Regions from separate parts of the Mus musculus genome. Here region 2 is linked to region 1. Evidence: chromatin contacts called from public promoter capture Hi-C data. All regions are on one chromosome and are shown on one strand. Each heading gives the region's core, a stretch centred on a gene start, on an enhancer-like site or on the middle of the called end of the contact. The rest is flanking DNA. Distances are from core to core; before and after follow the strand shown.

What was found. Promoter capture Hi-C pulls out the DNA fragments that hold promoters and counts their contacts.
Region 2: a contact with region 1 is called in a promoter capture Hi-C map of the C10 cell line, with 2.9 times the contacts expected there. The contact joins two enhancer-like sites. A contact is called at or near these places in 3 of 39 promoter capture datasets (the C10 cell line, hippocampal neurons and pre-B cells).

The regions. Positions count from the first base shown.
Region 1 is chr16:95,281,897-95,285,339 of GRCm38.p6, forward strand. All of the region lies in intron 2 of Kcnj15 (potassium inwardly-rectifying channel, subfamily J, member 15), which reads left to right. Among named protein-coding and RNA genes, the nearest start is that of Gm31641, 24 kb to the left of the region's middle. Within about 2 kb of position 1,750, at least 35 of the 459 cell types and tissues checked have an H3K27ac peak or open chromatin away from gene starts, as enhancers often do.
Region 2 is chr16:95,994,569-95,998,011 of GRCm38.p6, forward strand. All of the region lies in intron 41 of Brwd1 (bromodomain and WD repeat domain containing 1), which reads right to left. Among named protein-coding and RNA genes, the nearest start is that of Psmg1, 5.3 kb to the left of the region's middle. Within about 2 kb of position 1,778, at least 8 of the 459 cell types and tissues checked have an H3K27ac peak or open chromatin away from gene starts, as enhancers often do.

The DNA of each region.
Region 1 (3,443 bases), core at 500-2,999:
GTCTGACTGTGCCTTTGAGGAAAGTAAATCGAGAAGGTTGGACTAGGTTGGTTGGTTGACATTATCGTAGTTATTGCATTTAGAATGTATAAGCTTAATTTAAATCCAGATCCACCATGCCTGGAGATCTGAGGAGGGCCAAGTACCTCAGATGAGAGGAGGAGAGGAGAGATGTTAATTTTCAGTGACTTCTCAGTAGAGGTTCTGTCTTCTTTACTCTCAATGGGTACATCAAACCATAACTGTATTAGCTCCAACCATGACCCTGTCACAGTAACAGCCATAGACAGGTCACTGCTACTTTGTTGGCTTCCCAGAGATCTTAAATGTATACTTCTGTCCACTGTACTTCAGAACAATAGCTTTTATGTGATAACTGGAAAGGAAGCACAATGACTTGCAAAAATGTAAGGTCGGTGCTTTACCAACAGTAATGCAATGCTGCCTGTGCCCTGGACTGCCCACTGCCTGACCCTACTTGCCCTTGGGGATTGGAGGTGAGGTAGCAGGGGATCAACAGCATGAACTCCAGGGAAAAGTGAGAAGCATTGTAGCAAGCTTGTCTGAAAGCTGCTGCAAGCGCCTTTGATACCCTCCACCCATGTCCCATTGGTCCCAAGAAAGTATCTCTTCTAAACAGCAGTTCCTGATTGGCTGGCGTTGTCTGAACCAGCAATCTTTGGTCTCTCAGGCAGTCCTCAATTAGATCCTCCTGCAGGAGATGTCTTTGCGACTGTGAGGCCCCCTGTGTTTATGCTGAGGCAGCCTCGCTGTTCCTCCTATATTGTTTTAGTAATTTCCACGGGTTGTTCTTATCTACTTAAAAATTATATTCCAAGAAAAATTTATTCTCCAAAATTATATTCCATGTGTCTTTATAGCTCACCCCCCCCCCCAAATAGACCATATTACAAAAAATGGTTAAGAATCCCTGAACTGACTTGTTGAAAATGAGACCAGGGCTGGGGAATGCTCACATAGCATGAGCTAAGTCCTAGATTCACTCCCTGGCACTTCACAAGCCTAGCATGGTAGTGCATGTTTGCAGTCCCCCAAGCAAACAAAAGAAAAGTCTTGATTACCAGTTTTCAGGCTGTTTCTAAGAATCATGCAGGAAAAGGTTGTACCTGGTCCCACAGGGCCATAATGACTACATTTGTTTGTAGAGTTCCTAGTACCAGGATGGTGTTCTAAGAACGCTGCATATAAAACCTTGTCTTTACGTGATTTGGACTTCTAGTCTGCTTTGTTCTTCCCTAAAGAATATCATATTTAGCCAATAAAAATGAGGTGGCCATGCTATTTGTATATCTCTACATGGCGCATATATAGAGAATATGTATAAAAACATTTTAGATCAACGAGGAATAATTTTGGTATATGAATATTAATAAGTATTAAATATCACCATCATTATAATAAAAGTATTTGCTATCCATCTGAAATTCAAATTTAACTGACCATCTCATATCCTATCTGGCAACCCTAATACGACCAAAATTGAGCCATCCACCCTCCAGCTAATAAAGTACAGATGGCTTCAGTGTGTTGTGCTTCCCTATTTACTGATGGAGATTAGCTAACTGCCAAAGGGCTAAGATTCTGATTGAACATGAAGGTGTTTTGAAATTAGAAAACACCCGTCACTCAGAGATCACGTGTGAGCACATGTGTAAGAAACAGATGACTCAGACATAGTCCAGGTCCTTGAAGTGCACTATCTTCCATGTTAGGCTGTCGGTGTGAACTGTGCTCCTCCGAGACCTGGGAGCTCTGCTTTCGGTATCACGGACATGTGGTCAAAGCACGGACTAAGAGTGAGACTGGATTGTGAAACGTTTGGACACGGGTCCCACTTTTAAATAACTTGGTTCCAAACCAAGCAAGAGTCAGTCATTTCCTTTGTCTGGTGTACGATTCCCATTAGGGTAATAAAGACCAGGAAAACTCACAACGGGAGGAACTCCATTCCCAGTGACAGGTGAATCACATGGAGAGCCATTCCTTACCATTTAATCACTCAGATCACAATCACATTTTTTTTTTGCCTTTTTTTTTAAAAAAAGAAAAAAGAAAAAAGTATCATAAGGCAGAAGACTAAGACACCATATTTAACAAGGTCTTTCCTGTGCCTTAGTCACCTTAAAGTGAAATAGGTGCTTTTGGGTGATGAAAGGTTCTCCACACAGTGGCTTCATGAGAGAGATTGTTTAGGGGAACTCAATCAGAAGTGTTGCGTATATATTTTATTTAAGGACACGTGGTGAGAAGAGAGTGCTGCCCGTTCAAACACCCTCCCACTGCATCATAGGAAGGCGGGAATTAAGGGACACCATCCCGTTGGCTTCACGCTTCCTCCTTGCAAGCTCTGTCTGCACCCAGTTTGCAGTTTGATTAAGTAAAACACGTGATATATCAAATACTTGTGTCCCCTCCTGGGCTGTCTGAACCAGATGCTTCCTGTCTGACTGACTTCACCACACTCAAATCAAACAACCCCCATGGCTCTGTCTCTCCTTCCTGCATCACAGAGAGCCCTGGTAGCCCATCTTCTTCTCTGTTTGAATTGATCTAGACAGGAGCAGCAAGTGAGCCCGTGCTAGCCTGTTGGAGAAACACCTTCCCTGAAGTGAACATTTTGGGTAGCGCATTTAGGGAAGTTAACATAACACCCTTTGCCTTCTTCTCACTGCTCCCAAGACATGAAATTTCCTCTTTTATCTCACAACAATGTGCATCCAAGTCACACTGTGTTTAAATGGGAGGATATGCTTATTATCCACGTTCTTCGCATGTTGGAGCATGCGAGACTGAGGGCAGTAAACCAATGGAGATTTCCACTTGCCTTTAGCTGCTGTGCATTCTTACTCTATAAGAAAGCCCGCTGTTATTAAGGAAGAATGTTCGGCTGAAGTTGGTCACTCATAACAACAGACAGATGTATAATGTTTTATTTGGGCTAGCTAGCTCTCCTGCAAACTAAGAGCCTAACATTAAACTGTCTTTACAAAACTACACAGCAAATGATAGCTCTGACTGCTCTAGAGCTCAGATCCTGAGTCTTTGCCATGGAAAATGGAAAATGAGTCTCTGCCGAGCCTGGTATCTGTTTAGACTTGTCCTTGCTGGGGAGAGGAAAGGTTGACGTTCTATGGAACGAAAAAAAAATTAGAAGCACTGAGAAATAAGGATATAACTATGCAAACCACATTTAAAGATGGAAAAGGACTTTAAAAAATACTTATGGAATTTGAAAGAATAATAGTGGAACAGAGACATAAGAAGGCGGCTAAATATTTGACCACAGAGGCAAATGGGTTCCTGACAGGGTCACATGGTATGTGAAAAAAGACGATTAGTCACTGAAGGAACATCTGTTGCATTCCCTGTATGCAACAGGGTAAAGATTAAGTGTCTCCAAGTCACTAAGATGCCCTTGCAAT
Region 2 (3,443 bases), core at 528-3,027, 710 kb after region 1:
CGGTACAAAAGGAAACTCTACTGACTCGACAAAGTTTAGCATGGCCTCAACCTTACCTTCTCTCCAACATCGCTTTACAGAGCTGGGAACCCACAACCTCAAGCTCATGGCAGACGCAGAGTCCTTCTGCCTGCCTGTGTGTGGTTAGCAGACAGAGTCCTTCTGCCTGCCTGTGTGTGGTTAGCAGACAGAGTCCTTCTGCCTGCCTGTGTGTGGTTAGCAGACAGAGTCCTTCTGCCTGCCTGTGTGTGGGTGTCTTAGCAATCCACAAGCATTGGCACCTGTACTATGGACTCACGGAAGGGTTCCTTTAAGGAAGTACATTTCTGCTGAGCTAAATATTGTGAAGGGGGTTGTCAGAACCTGAAGCTAGGCAAACAGCCCACTGAAGAGGCAGACAGGTCCCTGTCACAGATCTCAGCAATGTTCAAGGATGGCTGGAAAGCAAGAGATGTCTGCCAGACATGAAAGCTCAACTCTTGTATTTCTGCAGAAGTCTCAAAGACACAAGTTTCAAGTGCTTTGATGTATCTATCTGCTACCAGCTGGAGTTTGGGGATTTCTTAAAATCAGTCTTACAGTCATGAAGAGTCAGACATGAATGTAATAGCCACATCAATACAGAGGCTGTAGAACACCAAAGTAAAAAACACATAGGCATCTGGAGGACTTGGCAGCCTTTGTCTTTCTTACTGAGTCCCAGAAAAAGGCAACGTTTTGGTCAGCTATCATCAAGCAAGCTTGGCCTGGCTGCTTGCACATGTCACCTGACTATAAATAAATATAGTTTTGCACCAGGTGTGGTGGCGGCACATAACCTTTAATCTCAGCACTCCCATTTGGAAGGAGGAAGGCAGATCTCTCAGTTCTAAGCCAGCCTGGTCTATAGTTAGATCTAGGGCAGACAGAAATGCATAGAGAAACCAGCTCAGAAAACAGAAGGTAGCAATGGCTGCTCTTCCAGAGCCCCCAGACTGTTCCCAGCCACCTGAAAGGTCAATCTGACATCTACAAGCTCTTCCAAACAGGAGACTATTCCCTCAAAGGGTTAGGGTTATGTAACTTCCAATGTTTTTTACTAGGCTGGTCTGACGTAACTCATTAGGCTCTGTAGAAACAAAGTGCCTTGGTGTTTTTACCTTCAGAGGACTTTCTTAAAAGTAGAAACTTATAAGCTGGGGTCTCCATGAATACCAAATGCAAAAATGAACATTAAATCTATTTTGAGCAAATGCTAGGATAAAATAAGTACAATTTCAAAATATAGCAAAAGGGAAGCGGGTACCCCTCAAAGAATTCTACTAGTATCAGCCAAATAACTACATCCATGCATTGCATACTAAGAAAACTAAGTCAGCTGGTTCATGCCCAGTATTAGATAAAACCCCATCACAACTAAAATCTCTCTTCCCAAGAAAATGCTGAATTAGTAGTGGTTACTCCAGATGTGGTGGAAGAATTAGTAGTGGTTACTCCAGATGTGGTGGAAGAGCCTGTGCTGACAGTTTATCAACCTGGTAAAGACAAACTCTTAAGACATTTTACTTCCAATCAAGAAAGGGGAAAAGCTAAACTGCAGAAATGGAAAACATTTTTTAAAGTACCCTGTAAAGTAGATTTGAACTTCAATTAACTTATGCCCTAAGTAGGGAAAAGTCCAGAATACAATTTACAGGAACCCCAGGTGATGAAAGTCTCAAGTTCAAAGACAAACAAATGGGAATTCCGCAGAAACCACCGTGAGGGAGGCCGGAGGCTGCATGGGGACTCAGCACTAACCACACTGCTAAGAGCACTGCTGAGAACTCTGAGACAAACAGAGCTGGCAAGATGGCTGGCTTCGTGGGTAGAGAGAGGCGTGCTACAGAAACCTGGAGCAACCTGGGCAGCCTATGCAAATGTGGAATGGAGAACCTGCTCCACAAAGTCATCCTCTGGCCTCCACAACATGGCACGTGCGCACACATGGTAGACACACAACAAAAACGTGTTAAGCTGCCTCTCCATCGGTGTGTTAGCACTTTCAAGTTCGCATTTATAGCACTTCTGTATCCGTGTTCTAGAACGGCCTGTGGTAAGGACAAACACCGATATGGGCAGGACTGTTTTCCTTAAAATGTGACTTCCCACTCTCCAAGGACTATTCATATTCCAAGTGTACTCAGATGTTTCCCTAAGTCTAAAGACATTAGTGTGGAAGCATTTGAAAATGTTAATCTGGTCAGCATTTCTTAAGTATTTAAAACAGTGAATCAAGTGGGTACCCTACAGTTGTAAATGCCTGCTTCTCCAGCAAGTCTTTTATCAAGCTGCTACAACTACAGAGTTCTCTCATCCGCTCTTCAATAACAATAAAACTGAGCCACCAAACTCCCAACTCTTGGAAGTGTTTTTTCACCCTTCCAAAGCAGGAGCTTCCAGAAGCATCCTGTGAGCTGCCATTTCTCTATATAATGGTATATGTTCCCACTTCCTGTCTGTAGGAAGGATGCAACAGCGTGGGTTATCTTCTGCACCAGGACAAAAACTGGTCTGTGACAAATGTGAACTCATTCACCAGCTCAGTGGCTGTCCAGTGAGTGACCAGCACAACCTGGCTTCTCGTTGCCACTACATCTAAGGTAGCTGCACAGATGTGCCTCGTTCTTTGAAAATAGGCAACGGGTGACGTCGTTGCGAGTTGGTGGCAGTTATTTTCCCAGCAATGTCTCAGCATTACGAACTGTGAGCAGAATCAAGATCAGAAATAAAGGGCTTTCACTCTCCTGAAAAGCAGGCTGTTTCAAGCACAGGCTGCCCAGTCAGTTCAACTCCCAGGCAATGCTGCTGGCCACAGCTGTCTGTAGCAGAGCCACTGATCTGAGATCTGGGCGAGCTTTGAGGGGAGCATCGTGAGTATTTAAAAGACATTTTAGCTTGCTAGAAGCATGGCAGCCACTTTGTCCTCCCATGAGCCAGGAAGGCCTCGAGGTGCATCCCATGTCCTGTGGTTTGTTTTAAATATGTGGGAGAAAACTTTAAAAATCTGCCCACTAGGACTTGGATATGCCCTATACTGAGTACTGCATAGCACAAATAACAGCTCAAAATCCAAGGATCAATTTACACTTAGAAACTAAAGTAACGGCTTAGTGGTTAAGAGCACTGACTGCTCTGCTCTTCCAGTGGTCCTGAGTTCAATTCCCAGCAACCACACGGTGGCTCACAATCATCTGTAATGAGATCCAATGTCTTCCTTCATCTGCTGTGTCTGAAGACAGCCAAGTGTACTCACATACATAAATCTTTTAAAAAATAAAAAGGTCCTTTCAAGCTTTGAAACACTGATGTAAATGGACGAATGTCTAAGCTCCCTGTGTGACTGAAGGATGGAGATGGGCTGCCACAGTCCATGCAGTCCGTAACTAACCCTGTAAGCTGCCACAGACCATGTAGTCTGTGCC